Linked DNA regions of Mus musculus: region 2 is linked to region 1. The links are chromatin contacts, called in public ChIA-PET maps. All regions are on one chromosome and are shown on one strand. The core of a region is the stretch at or near the end of the contact, and the rest is flanking DNA. Distances in the headings are between cores, read along the strand shown. Region 1 overlaps Gm36587 (a long non-coding RNA gene). Region 2 overlaps Itsn1 (intersectin 1 (SH3 domain protein 1A)).

Region 1 (6,480 bases), core at 2,157-4,656:
TTCCACCGACAGCACCACTTCAGTTTGAATGAAGTATCCCAGGGTGCGTGGGTTAAAGATCTGGCTCTCACTGTGGTTCTACTGGAAAGCAGTGAAGCCTTTAAGAAGCAGAGCCTGCTGGGAGACTCTGGCCAACAGGGCATTGAAGGGGGCTGTGGGAATCTGATCTCTTCCTTCTCCTCTCTTCCTTGTGCTCCCTGCCTTGATTTATTGCTTTACTGTGGATACTCAAGAACAATGGAGATACTTAATCATGGGCCCAAACTCTAAAAACAGAGTAAGCCTAAACAAACCTTTTCTCTTGTTATATTGATTACCTTGGATATGTGTTACAGTAGCAGAAAGCTGTTTGATACAAACTCAATATGCAAAAAGGTGAAGCTAGATACAGGTTTTACACTTTTCACAAAAACTAACTCAAAAGTAGGCCCTAGACCTCAACATAAAGCACAAACCTTGAAGAGTCCTAGTAAGTAATATCAATGAAAAGCTCGATGACCTTGGGTTGGGTGGAGTCTTGCTAGATGCACCAAGACTATGGTCCTTGAAAGAAAGAAAGAAAAAAAAAAGAAGACTTTAAAGTTTAAAACACCTGATTAAATTAGATTTATTTGCTTTGCTTTGTGAGTATTTTGCCTACATTAGTGTATATGCATGTCAGGGCACTCTGGTGGAGTCAGCTTGTGAGGCAGAAATGCCAAAAAGCTGCTCATGAAAAATGAATTTCTAAGACTCTCCTCCTGGATATTCTGGCGAAAGCTAACTCTCCAGTTTGGATCGGTTTGTCAGGCGAAAAGCCTGGAAGCTGTTTTACAAGGATAAGAATCCAGGGAAATTTTCCTCCCAGAGTTATGGCATCTCTTTCCCTAACCCATTATATTCAAATTTCCACCACATTAATCTAGTGTATAGATTCACATGCACTCTATTAAGCATCACCTTATTTATAGTAAATGCCTTTTAAGATTGTATTCTAACATAGCTAAAGCCTTTTCCCAGTGTTCTTAGATTTCAGATAGCAGCAAGGAGCTTAACCCATTTAGTTTACTAACAATTAAGCACTTGCCATTTTACTCAGCTGTTTACAGATAGAGACTAAAATTCTCACTGAGATAGAAATTCTTATTACAGACTACATTCCATGCCAAGAGCAAATTAGTATGCTATACTAAAAATGGACAGTCTCCAGATATAGATAAGAATTAACGAGGCCTAGAGAATTTTGGGGTCGGTGACACTACATTAGCCTTGAGGCGTATCAAGAGTTAACTACCCTGAGGCAATTAACTCTAAGTGTAAAACTCTTGCCTGGCAGAAAGTGCTAATCTCTAATGTAAACATTTATCTGGTCCCTACAAATTCCCTTTGTAGTCACTCCTTGCATCTGTGCTAATCTCTAGTGTTATACATTTATCTGGTTCCTTTTGAAGTCACTTCTTTTGCACCTGGAAAAATTCAATGTGCCTTGTTCTGCAATTTATTCTGTATTATAAAAGTCTGATGCTCGACTGGAAAATTACATTCAGATTCAACACCTCTCTTGTGTGTTTGACTGACTGTCACTACATCCAAATCTTTGCTCATCTACTCTAGAGACTCTTTCCTATGCAGGCACAGGGGACCAGAGGGCCTGCGGCATATGCACCACCTGTGTGCAATAACATAGAAGTCAGAAGACAGCATCCGATCCCCTAGAACTGCGGTTAGGAAGGGTTGGGAGCCATCGTGTGGGTCCTAGGAACTCAAGCCAGGTCCTCTGCAAGAGTAGTGAGTGCTCTTATCCACGTGATCTTCAGCTCACTTGGGTGAACACTTGGGAGCATACTTGAAAGATCAGATGGTACAATATGGTCAGTTGTAGAGGAAACTATCAAGTTATCTCCTAAAGTGGCTGCATTACCTTGCATACCCACCAGCAAAGCATGAAAGTCCCTGTGGTTCTCCATCCCTACCAGCACTTGTTAGCAGTGTTGGGTTTTAGCCAATGTTGTACGACAGTTTCCTCCTAGATTGAAACATTGTATATCTTTCAGGAAACCCCTTGAGACAGAAAGTAAACAACTCAACATAGTTTCAGGAAGTCCCTGAAGCTAACAAGACTCACTAGGCTCCTTTGTAGTAAACAGTAGAGGAGAGTCTAGAAATGCAGAGAAAGGCTGAGAATTGCCCTCAGGAAAGCAAAACTGCAAATAAATTCCAAGACCAGCCTGGACAAAGCAGAAACCAGTCAAGCAGCCTGGAAGAAGCAGAAACCAGTCAAGCAGCCTGGAAGAAGCAGCCACCTGGAAAAGATACCCTCTAACCTGCCTGCAGGCTGTGCAGTGTGCTCCAGGTGCGTAGCATTTGTGAGTTGTCTTCACTCATGCTGGGGTGGGCTTTGGTGTTGTGTTTGAGTCACTTCTGCTCCTATAAGTCACCCCTTGCCCATGTTCCGGTAAGTAATCTCAATAAAACTCATTGGTTCACCAAGATGGACTTTGGTGGTATTTATCCTTTGCTCTGCCATGGGCTCCTTATCTGGGGTGGGTAGACGTATGTTTTGCATCTCCCCAGGAAAATTCTATCACACAGCAACAACGTGTCACTGCCTAAAGTGGTGTTTTGAAGATGACATGTTGTTGGGAATGATCATAGTCTATCAAGAATGACCCCAGAGAGACAGGCAAGGCTGAAGTGATTGGGACAGGCAGAGGAGAGTCCAGGAATGCAGAGAAGGGTTGACTCTCTGAAGAAGCAGGTGCTAGGTTGGCATCCTTTGTCAGGGAGAAAATGAAGGTGGATCGTATGTGTATTTGGAGGAAGAGGGCTAGAGAGTCCCCAGTGACAGCTTCTGCTTTTCACAGGAAGTGTGTGGCAGTGGTCTGTTGCAGAGAAGGAGGCCTGTGGCAAGAGCCATGTAAGAGATTTGTGGAGAAAGAACATTCTAGATATGGAATGCATATGTGTGTCAGAGGCTTCACGGAAGGGAAGTTAGTAAAATTCTCTGAGCTGCAGAGTGTGGGGCTGGTCTTCCTGTCCATAAAACCTCATACCCAGCAACTTCCTATGCTTCCAGGGAGGTGGAGAGAGTCACAAATAACATGTCTGGAGAGCTGGGTCTGGTCCTGAGTCTATCTGTGAACACACCTGGGGCAAAGCTATATTTCTGGACTGTAACATTCTCTTGGCAGGTCCTGGACCACCTTCCAGATGACTGAGGCCCTGGTGGGCCATGAGCTTCCCTCAAACCTGCACATTTGAGGTAGGTGAGAGCCAGTTCCTCAGTCTCTAGGCTGAGAATCCCAAGCCCCACTGACCACCTGCAGCCTCAACCTGGCAGATTCAGGAAGTGGAGCAGAGGTTGCAAGAGATCTGCTCACAGGGTGTTAAGGTTGTGGTGAGCCAAGCCTTGTCTCACTGGAGGCAGCTGCCACCAGTGCCCCAACCTCAACCCAAGTGCTTGGCTACAGTGCACATGACCTTTCCCTACCTCAGAGTCTTCAAATGACTCATCACCCTCCCTTTTTTTGATGTTTTTTTCAGACTCAGTACCATTCTCTGGGGCTCTGTGTCCTCACCTGCCAGCCATATTTTCATGGATGCAGCACTCATGGAACAGCAGGTTAACCTGGGAGCCTATGGTGTTGCCCTCACGATTAGAGACTATATCTAAACAGTGTCTTTGCAGAAGGGCTGTGACTCAGTTTTTCCTAGGAGGGGCCTCTCTCCGCTTTTCCTTCACCTTTCTACATACTACTCTAAATTCTTTTATAATTAACTATTTATTTGTGTCCGTTCACGTGTGTATGAATACACACATGTATACATGTATGTGAATGTGTGAGTAGAGGCCAGAGGACAACCCTGTGTGTCATCTTCTGCCATCCTTTGTGACAGGGTCTCTCTTATTGGCCTAGAAGTCACCAACTAGGCTAAAAGGGCTGGTCCATCCAGCCTCAGGGATCCTCCTGTCTCTGCCTCCTTAGTGTTGGGATTACAAGTGTGTGTCGCTGCGTCCACATCTTTACCTGAGTCCTAGGATCTAAATCAGGTGAGCTTGCAAGGCTCACCTATGGCAGGTGAGGACACAGAGCCCCAGAGAATCGCACTTGACTGACAGAGCCTTCGAATAGTGCTCTAAATTCTAACGAGAGACGTTACGATGCTCAGGGAGATTGCAGTTCCTCATAACGAGGAAGACATGGAAGTATTGGTGGCAGCCTGAGTGAAAAGAAGCAGAGAACTAGATTGGAACCAGGTCTGGGCTATGACCTTCAAAGGCCCAGCCCTCGGGACCTGGGAGGGGGAATTCTTGATTGGCAAATACTTTATATACAGTAGCAATCTCCCCAGTCTCCTCCCTGAATATTTAAACAGAAGGTTGGTTGAGTCTGTGGATTCAGAACCTGTAGAGGCGGACTTTGGGGAATCTCTATGTGATGGTTTGGATATACTTGGCCCAGGGAGTGGCACTATTTGGAGGTCTGGCCTTGTTGGAGTAGGTGTGACCTTGTTGGAAGAAGTGTGTCACTGTCAGGGTGGGCAATAAGACCCTTCTCTTAACCACATGAGAACCAGCCTTCTGTTTGCCTTCAGAACAAGATGTAGAACTCTCAGCTCCTCCAGCCCCACATCTGCCTGGATGCTGCCCTGCTCCCACCTTGATGATAATGGACTGAACTTCTAAACCTGTAAGCCAGATCCAATTAAATGTTGTCCTTTATAAGACTTGCCTTGGCCATGGTGTCTGTTCACAGCAGCAAACCCTAACTGAGACACCCTACAGAACAGCAAGGCTATATAGTATTAGCTTTGGGGACTCACGGGAGCTGTAGTGCTAGGAAAGAAAGAACCTAGACATGGGGTCCCAATGCTTTCTCTGAGTAGGCGGCCAGCACGCAGGACAATCTCCAGGACAATTTTGTTTCTGTCCTGATCCTTTCTATGTCTTGAGCAGCATGGTCAGGAAGAGCGAGAATTGCGTTTGTCTGCAAACAGTAGTTTTGGGCACAAAGTCTTGATTAATTGATTGATCAGAGAGTAAGAAGAACTTCCCACTGGGGATGGGGATCAATAAGAAGTCTGGCTTTGTGGAGAGGGGTTTAAGATGGTTTAAGAATGGCTAGGGTGGATCTGCTGTGGAAACAACATGGGGGGTGGGGTGGGCGGGGAGTCATGGCCAAACCAATGAGATAGATGATTAGAGGCGGAGGCGGGGTTGGGGGAGGGGGAGATCTGCTATCAGATAGTGTTGGAATTAGGAATGGAAATAAGGCCAGTGTTGGGATGTGAACTTCAGAATCGAGGTCGTTTTAGGGAAAATTTCATTCAGTGTTGAGAAATGTAGTCCAGTACCAAAAATTACATAGTTAAATGCCAAACAAAAATAGGTTTTAAGCTTAAGTCCAAACAGGGAATTCACCTTCAAAGATCTATCCATAGACATATCATAGAAGACAGTAGTTAGATGATGGAGTGGTCCAGCATCCTTGGCCTCTGCTCATCAAATACTTGTAGCACTCAGCCCATCATGTGACCAGTACCACCCTCCATACCCCCGTTCCCCAGCTCTCTACAAAGTCCCCTGGAAGTGACTGCTCCCAGACAGAACCCTTGCCCATCTCTGGACCAGGGTTAGTGGATTGGGGATGGGTTAGAAATGGGTAGGAAGATAATGACTAGAACTTGGTGCTAGGTTGGCCATCCAGTGAGGGCTGTATTAGGAAACAAACTTAATCCCCAGCATCCTGGGTTAGGTATCTGTTAATAACAGATAAGATTTAAGTTAGACTGTGATATTGTTTTCCTAGGGTGGTGTGCCAGCTAGTAGAATCACTTGGGAAGAGAGGGTTAATGAGGAACTCTCTAGTTCAGGTTGATCTGTAGGCATGTCTTGGGGGTAGCTGTCTAGGTTGTTCATTGATGTAGGAGGATCCAGCCCACTGTGGGTAGCACCATTTCCTAGTCTGGGCCCTGAACTGTGTAAGAGTGAAAAAGCTAGCAGGCAAGATAGATAGATACATAGATAGATAGATACATAGATAGATACATATATATAGATACATAAAAAAATAGATACAGAGTGTCTCTTCTCTCTGCTCGTGACTTCGGGTGTGACAGGACAAGCTGCTTGTGTATCTAACTTGACTAAAATGATGGACTGCAGTCTGGATTTGTGAGTCAAATAAACCCTCTCCTCCCTAAGTTGCTTTTTGTGTGAATTTTCTCACAGCCGTAGGAACAAAGCTAAGATAGGTAGTATGTGTGATGGTTAATATCACCTGTCAGTTTGTCTGGGGCATACTTGGACCAACATCAGTCTATGTGTTGCTGTGATGGTCATGTTAAGCTAAGATTAACATGTAGGGCAGCAATCCTTGAGGAAAGCAGATTGAGGAAAGCCTCCAGCTGCCCTCAGACTCCAGCTGCAGCGAATGTCTTCTCTGGCTCTCCAGCCTGTGAACTCCTGACTTCCTGTTCTCATGGGGGGCATGAACTAAA
Region 2 (6,480 bases), core at 1,334-3,833, 420 kb before region 1:
TGCTATAAACTTTGCCAAATTTCTTTTTCTTGTCAGTTTAGAAGGATTCTCTATACATAGAAAATTAACTATATAACTGCAAATTAGTTGAGTTTTCAAAATTTAGTCTACTGATTCTGTGTGGATCTTTGCTGTGTAGACATTATTTATTTTATCAAATTTTGGTCTTTTGTTACATTTTGACAGACATACACTACACTTTCAATGCACATTAACTATCTCATTTTCTACATGTTGCTATGCACTCAGTGTTCTTACAATGGGAGACATTACCAGATTAGCTTTGTTGAAACAACTCCAGGTGATATGATGTGGCATGTTCTGTTTTTCCTTTTTAAGGGAATTGGTTTTGGGGCTGGAGAGAATAGACCCTGTCTTTGGAGCAGAAACAGAATGCAGAGGCTAAAGCAATGGCTCGGCTGCTTAGACTGTTAGCTGCTCTAGCAGAGGACCCACTTCCCAGCACCTGCTTACAACTGTCTGTAGTTCCAGTTCTTGGGGGGCTCTGACACTGCTTCTGGCCTGCTCAGGTGCTGTGCGCGTGTGATGCATGACGCACTGATACACACACTAGGAAGACAGTCCCGCAGGTAAAAATTCCAGTTCCAAGGAACCTGACACCCTATTCTGTACTCTCAAGACACACACAGACACACAGACACACACACATACACACACAGACACACACACACGGGAGGCATTCACTCACACCGATGTATACATACATACACATAAAAAAAAAATAAAAAAACAAGGTGGACAGTTCCTAAGAAACAAACCCCAAAGCTTACCTCTGACGTCCATACAGACACACGCACACACTTGTGCACCTATATTCATGCATTCACACATGCATGAATTTTATCATTTTTACCAGAATTGTAAGTAGTATATTCCCTGCATATATTTTTAGATGTTCATAAGACCCTTATTTAAACATGTGTACAAATTTTTATTAGTCATTCATGCTACACTTAATTGTATTACGGAACTTCTAAGCGTGACACTAATGCTGTAGTTTCTAAGTAGAGAAACAAAGGGTGCTATCTCTCCTTTGCAGGATTTTTAACAATCGTCCCCAGTCTCTTTAGATGAAGATGCTCCTGAGCACATGTGCACTTGGGTCGGAATTTAGAGAAGGGACCGAGTGTTTCACTGCTTAGAATGATTTTAGTCGGGAGGTCTGTTCAGTAACTTGTCCTACTCGTGTGTTTATTTGCTTTTAAGACAGGGTTGCAGGTAGCCCCGGCTAGCCTGGAACTTGCTATGGAGAGAATGACTGTAAACTCCTGCTCCTCCTGCTCTAAGTGTTAGGACTACAGACTGTGAAATGCTACACAGTGTGTTTCTTGGTTCGCTGACTAGGTATTAGCATTGTTAATGCGTCTTCTATGTTGTGCGAGAGCTCTGGTGCTGAGCTCCCCACAGTCACTAGGACGCCAAGGTCCCTGGGTTTATTTAGTTCTGTTTTTCAGGTCTTAATCTACATCTTCTGGGCTGATGATGTTTTGCTTTGGCCTTCATCTACTGAAATAAATACCAATGTTGACAGAATCTCGTGGTCCTGAATGAATATTGTGTCTCTGGTTTCAACTCAAGCAGGTCAAAGTGTTGTGAAACTCACACACTGTGAAAGTCTGCTTGTTTTGGGGCTCTGCATCTGTATTCGGGATAGGACGTGGTGGCCAGTGAGTTGTTCTAGCTTGCCAAAGCTTTCAGATTAAAGACATAAGTGAGGTGGTGATCTTTCCTTCTTCTGCAAAGTGTCTCCAGCATGCTCAGCTACTTCAAATGCCTCACAGGAGAGAAAGGTTCCTGGTACCAATAACACGCATGCGCTATCTATGGTTAAACAGAGGAGCAGGCAGATGCCCACCCTCCATCCCCCACACTTCTCCTCCTGAAAGGCATTCTTGGTGGAAACTAGAAAAATTTAATGGGTTAAGGAAGAAGAGGCCTTTAAATAAGAATATAATTAGACTAATTTAATGCTTCTAAAACACTCTGCACTTCTTCCGGCAGGCACGGAGAAAGAGCCATGTAGCTCTAGCCTCTGGGGCTTCACCTGCAGGCACCAAGCACAGGTCTGCTACGCTGAACCTCAAGTCCGCAGCTCTCAGAAAGACTTTCCCCTGAATTAACAAGCATGACTATTAAAACTCCCTAGGAACAGAGAGCTCCCAGGAAGCTCTGAAAGCACAGCTCCTCACAAGGCTCACCCTCTCCTCCCTGCTCAGCACAGCAGACTCCAGCTGCTGCTCCTTAACAGCAGCCATGCCACTACTCAGGGATTTCTTCTCCATGAACTTCCATCCCTCCCAAAGCAATTCAGTCTGGACAATACTGACACCAAATTTACGTCAGAAGGACAAGTGTATGGTAAACCCAGCAAGCAACCGTTGCATGTGACTCTGGAAGCTGGTGCTGGAATCAGGTTAGCGGGGCAGGTGTCAGACACAGGGTAGGGCTTATATGATAAATGTCCCTCAGTCTCTGGCATTTGAACACGCCGTCTCCAGGTGACAGCCCTGTTTAAGGAGGCGTAAGTGTGGCCTTGCTGAAGGAAGTGTGTCACTATGGGTGCGCTTTGAGGTTTAAAAGACTCCTCTCTAAGCAGTCTCTGTTTCCTGCTTGTGGTTAAAGATATGAGCCGTCCTGTTGCTATGCCTGCTGCTGGCCTTCCTGTTTCCCCAGTGTGATGGTGACCACTCTTATCTCTGTAAGCCCACAAGCCCACAATGCACCAGGCCATCTGTAAGTTGCCTCGGTCATGGTATTTTATCACAGAAACAGGAAAGTAATTGTTAACACCAATGGTGTGCTTCTCTTGTTTGATTTATACAAATAACACAAATCACACACCACTCTCACACACTGTTGGTGGGGAAATTACAACCCCAAGTGGCAAGAGAGCCACATAATCATTTACTTAGAACCAGCAACCGCACTCGTATGGACTGACTCTGAAGGTACATTTAACAACATAAAACACATGGCTAGGAGCTGTTCACATCAGTGTTTCTATAACCACCATATCATCAAAAATCACAGTACACGGAAACAACCTAGTGTGGATGGGCAGAAGCACTATGGCACGTAGAACCATGGAGGCACGCCTGCTACCATGACAGGAGCTATGTGCTGAGGAGAAAACCAGGAGGATATATTAAGTAAGAAAGGCAAAAAATTAAAGTAGGTTTATAGTGTACTGTTAATGTAAAGAAGAAATAAACTACATGTAAACACAAAGCATTATACATTCTATGCCTGCATTTAATCACAAGAATAAACAACAATAAAAATAACAAGAAACGGCGGTCTAAGTGAGAACAGAGAATGCTGAGCAGACGGGGAGCACTTCCCAGCACACCCAGAATGCACTGCTGCTTTCAGAACCTTGTTAATGAAGCTCCACACAGACATGCCACACACAGGCCAGTCATCTGCCATTTGGTGCCCACTAATATAAAAGCAAGTCCAAGCAATAAGGAAGATTAAACCAGTTTGGAAATTCATTCATTAACACTACCACCACCACCACCACACACACATACACACACACACACACACACACACCCTCCCCCTCCCTTTGGGTACACCTGCTACAGTGTGAGCATTATCTAGAAATTAAGAATAGACCTAGTCGGTCTCTACCTTTTTGTTTAGAACAAATCAGATTAGTATGGGTGGTGCCGAGTATGCTATGACCAGAGTGAAGGGCGGGAGCTTTGTTTCAGTGGTCAAGCCAATCCACTGTTCGGCATTCTCTAGGCCCCCTGGAATAGAGACCCCCCACTGAGAGTGGACATGATGGGAGAGGAGTAACTAGGTGAACTTAGGACAGATTCACCAGAAAGCACCTCTTTGCAGGATGACAAACTGAAACCAGCAAGACAGTGAGCAGCTATGTGGGTTCTGCAACTGCAGGAAGGAGAAACAGCAATCCAGTGGTCCTGAAACAAGGGGAGACCTGCCCTGGTGAGGAACAGAGAGTTAGCTTCTGGAGTGGATGCTGTAGACAAGAGGGCCGAGATGACAGCAAAGAGGAAACGAGACAAAGCAAAAGCAGGATCATACTGGACTTGGACATTTGGTGACAGCTTTGGATTTTGTCTCAATGAGTCTTAATTAACTTACTAATTGGTTTTATGTGTATGGGTATTTGGCTGCATGTATATATGCATGTACACGGTTGCTGCCTTTAGAGGCCAGAACAGGGCATTTCATCCTTTGGAAATGGAGTTACAAACAGTTGTGAGCCATCATGTTGGTGCTGGGAATTGAACCCAGGACCTCTTAAAAAAGCAGAGTGCTCTTAAACATTGAGCCATCTCTTCATCTCCTTAATGGAGAGTTTTAAATGTATGTTTGTTTCCTAAGGGGCGGGGTTCATTTTTGAAGCTGACCTCATGTAGCACAGGCTGGCCTTAAAACTCTGGCTCTCCCTGTTTTTCTACCTTCAAAGTGCTGTGAATATAAACAGATATATTTTATTTTCAATTGTGGGTATGCATCTAAGCATGGTCATAAACACCAGTGTCCTTGGAGGCCAGAGGTGTCAGATCCCTTGGAGCTAGAACTATAGGCTGTTGAGAACAATCAACATGGGTGCTAGGAACTGAAATTCAGATCATCTCTGAAAAGCAGTTTGAGATTTCATGACCAGGAGAGCTGGTGGTAAGACCTCGGGCTACTGTGTAAGCTGCCTCCAAGACCCAGCTCCAGTACCTTTACTGAGTAACATGGCCAGGAGTTCAGCTTCTCAAGCCGAAATTTTAAAGCTACAATGAAGGGCAGCTTCCCAGTCTCACAGTCCTGTCCCCAGGCCAGAGTGTGCTTGTCATTACAGAGAGGATTCGGATGGGCTCTGACACAGGCCACCCCTGTGGCAGGGGGCTGAGGAGGGACAGAGTTCTGCTTCTGCAGCAGCTAACTGTCCTGTCCCACTCTTTCCTGCCTGTTCTTGGCTGCAGAGCTCATTTTAGCTCTGGATATACAGAGATGAGCAGAAAAGGGCATTCCAGGTAACTGGCTTCAGGACTCTTGATCTATAACTATTGGTGTTTAAGGACTGCTTGTGCCCCGACCGGATTTCCAGTGAAGACTGTGACTACGGAAAGCTCAGTTCTCTGAAGGAGTCAGGTCAGAGTGTTTAATGCCAGCCTATAACAATGGCCAAATGACACAGCTCCTAGAAATCCCTCTCAGAAAGGAGCGGGAAGGCAACTGAAATGCTTAGAATTATTTCCTCTTCACACTGGTGTTGAGAGGAAGAGAACAGAGCAGACAGAGCAAGCCCTATAACCTCTGCTACTTTGGAGGCTGAGGAAGAAAGACTAAAATTCAAGGAAATTGTAGGTGATGTAAGCAGGACTCTGCATCGAAATAAAAATTTGAAAGGTGTGGGATGGGTACGAGGGGCACATGTGAGTACTTATGTGTGCAGCATGCATCCAATCCCCAGCAACAACGTTTTCTGGTATTTTGTGTTTTCTTCCCTTGGGATAGGGTCACAGCTGTAGCTCACATGGCCTCTACCTCAGGACCCCTGATCTGTCTCCCAAGTGTCAGAACTACAGCCCAGCGCTAGCATGCCTAGTGCTAAAATTCTTCACAAATGAGACCTCGGAACTTGGTTGTATCATCGGCTAAGCAAAAGTCAGTGGACTCTGGAAGGCAGGCTCTAGAAACAGCCTTACTGCAGAGAAAGAGCACAACACACCAGGCTGTAGCCCAAGAGAAGCCTGCTACGAAGCAATCGGGTTCACACAAGGGCCTTGATTCAGACACACACCTGAGCTGGCACAGCCCCAGCACCTGCTTGTCGTGAACTCCCTGCTCATGGGCTTCCTCTCTCTCTAATCGACCAGCAGTTACAACTGCAACAGTGTCACAGAAGCGAGCTCACTTGTGGAAGGAAGACAAAGACTGGCTGGCAAAAGGCCTGACAGACAGAAAGATGGCAGACAGCCCAGTCCAGCATGGGACTCGGACGTTATTCTGAGTATGTGTCACAACAGTGTGCGTGTGTGTATGTGTGCACACATGTGTATCATGTGCACGAGCGTGCTGTTTCCAGTGTAAGCTTTACTTTTCCAGAACATGATTTTATGTAATGTTGGCACTTAGGAACTGTGCATGCTGAGGTCTGGAGTCGGAAAGCCACAGGTGGTATGTCAGCCTTTCCGGTGTCCGTGTGTTGGTCACTCAGGGGACAAGTACTCAGCTGGAAAGCCTAGTCATGTGGAAGGGCCATCTCTGATGCTAAGCCCTACCTTCCTGGGGTTTGTTTGCTGGCTTATTGAATAAGTGTCAACCCACACCTATGTCCTTCATGTATAATTTGTTTGCTAATCCACTCAATTTTATTTAAAAAACAAAAACACCCAGCCGGACGTGGTGGTGCATGCTTTTAGTTCCAGTACTTGGGAGGCAGAGGCAGGTGGATTTCTGAGTTCGAGGCCAGCATGGTCTACAAAG

Evidence for each region. ChIA-PET counts read pairs in DNA pulled down with a chosen protein or histone mark.
Region 2: a contact with region 1 is called in an RNA polymerase II ChIA-PET map of memory CD8 T cells, with 33 read pairs. The contact joins two enhancer-like sites. A contact is called at or near these places in 1 of 39 promoter capture datasets (second pharyngeal arch cranial neural crest) and 1 of 115 datasets of contacts at active chromatin or transcription factors (memory CD8 T cells).

What each region holds. Positions count from the first base shown.
Region 1 is chr16:91,363,712-91,370,191 of GRCm38.p6, reverse strand. Gm36587 (a long non-coding RNA gene) reads left to right here. Exons shown (of 4, transcript XR_876244.2): 2 at 2,034-2,332; 3 at 3,171-3,241; 4 at 4,576-4,705. Among named protein-coding and RNA genes, the nearest start is that of Ifnar2, 5.8 kb to the left of the region's middle. Within about 2 kb of position 3,406, at least 133 of the 459 cell types and tissues checked have an H3K27ac peak or open chromatin away from gene starts, as enhancers often do. A contact at or near this core is called in memory CD8 T cells, where this site is marked.
Region 2 is chr16:91,786,089-91,792,568 of GRCm38.p6, reverse strand. The region is part of intron 4 of Itsn1 (intersectin 1 (SH3 domain protein 1A)); the gene reads right to left. Among named protein-coding and RNA genes, the nearest start is that of Itsn1, 60 kb to the right of the region's middle. Within about 2 kb of position 2,583, at least 92 of the 459 cell types and tissues checked have an H3K27ac peak or open chromatin away from gene starts, as enhancers often do. A contact at or near this core is called in memory CD8 T cells, where this site is marked.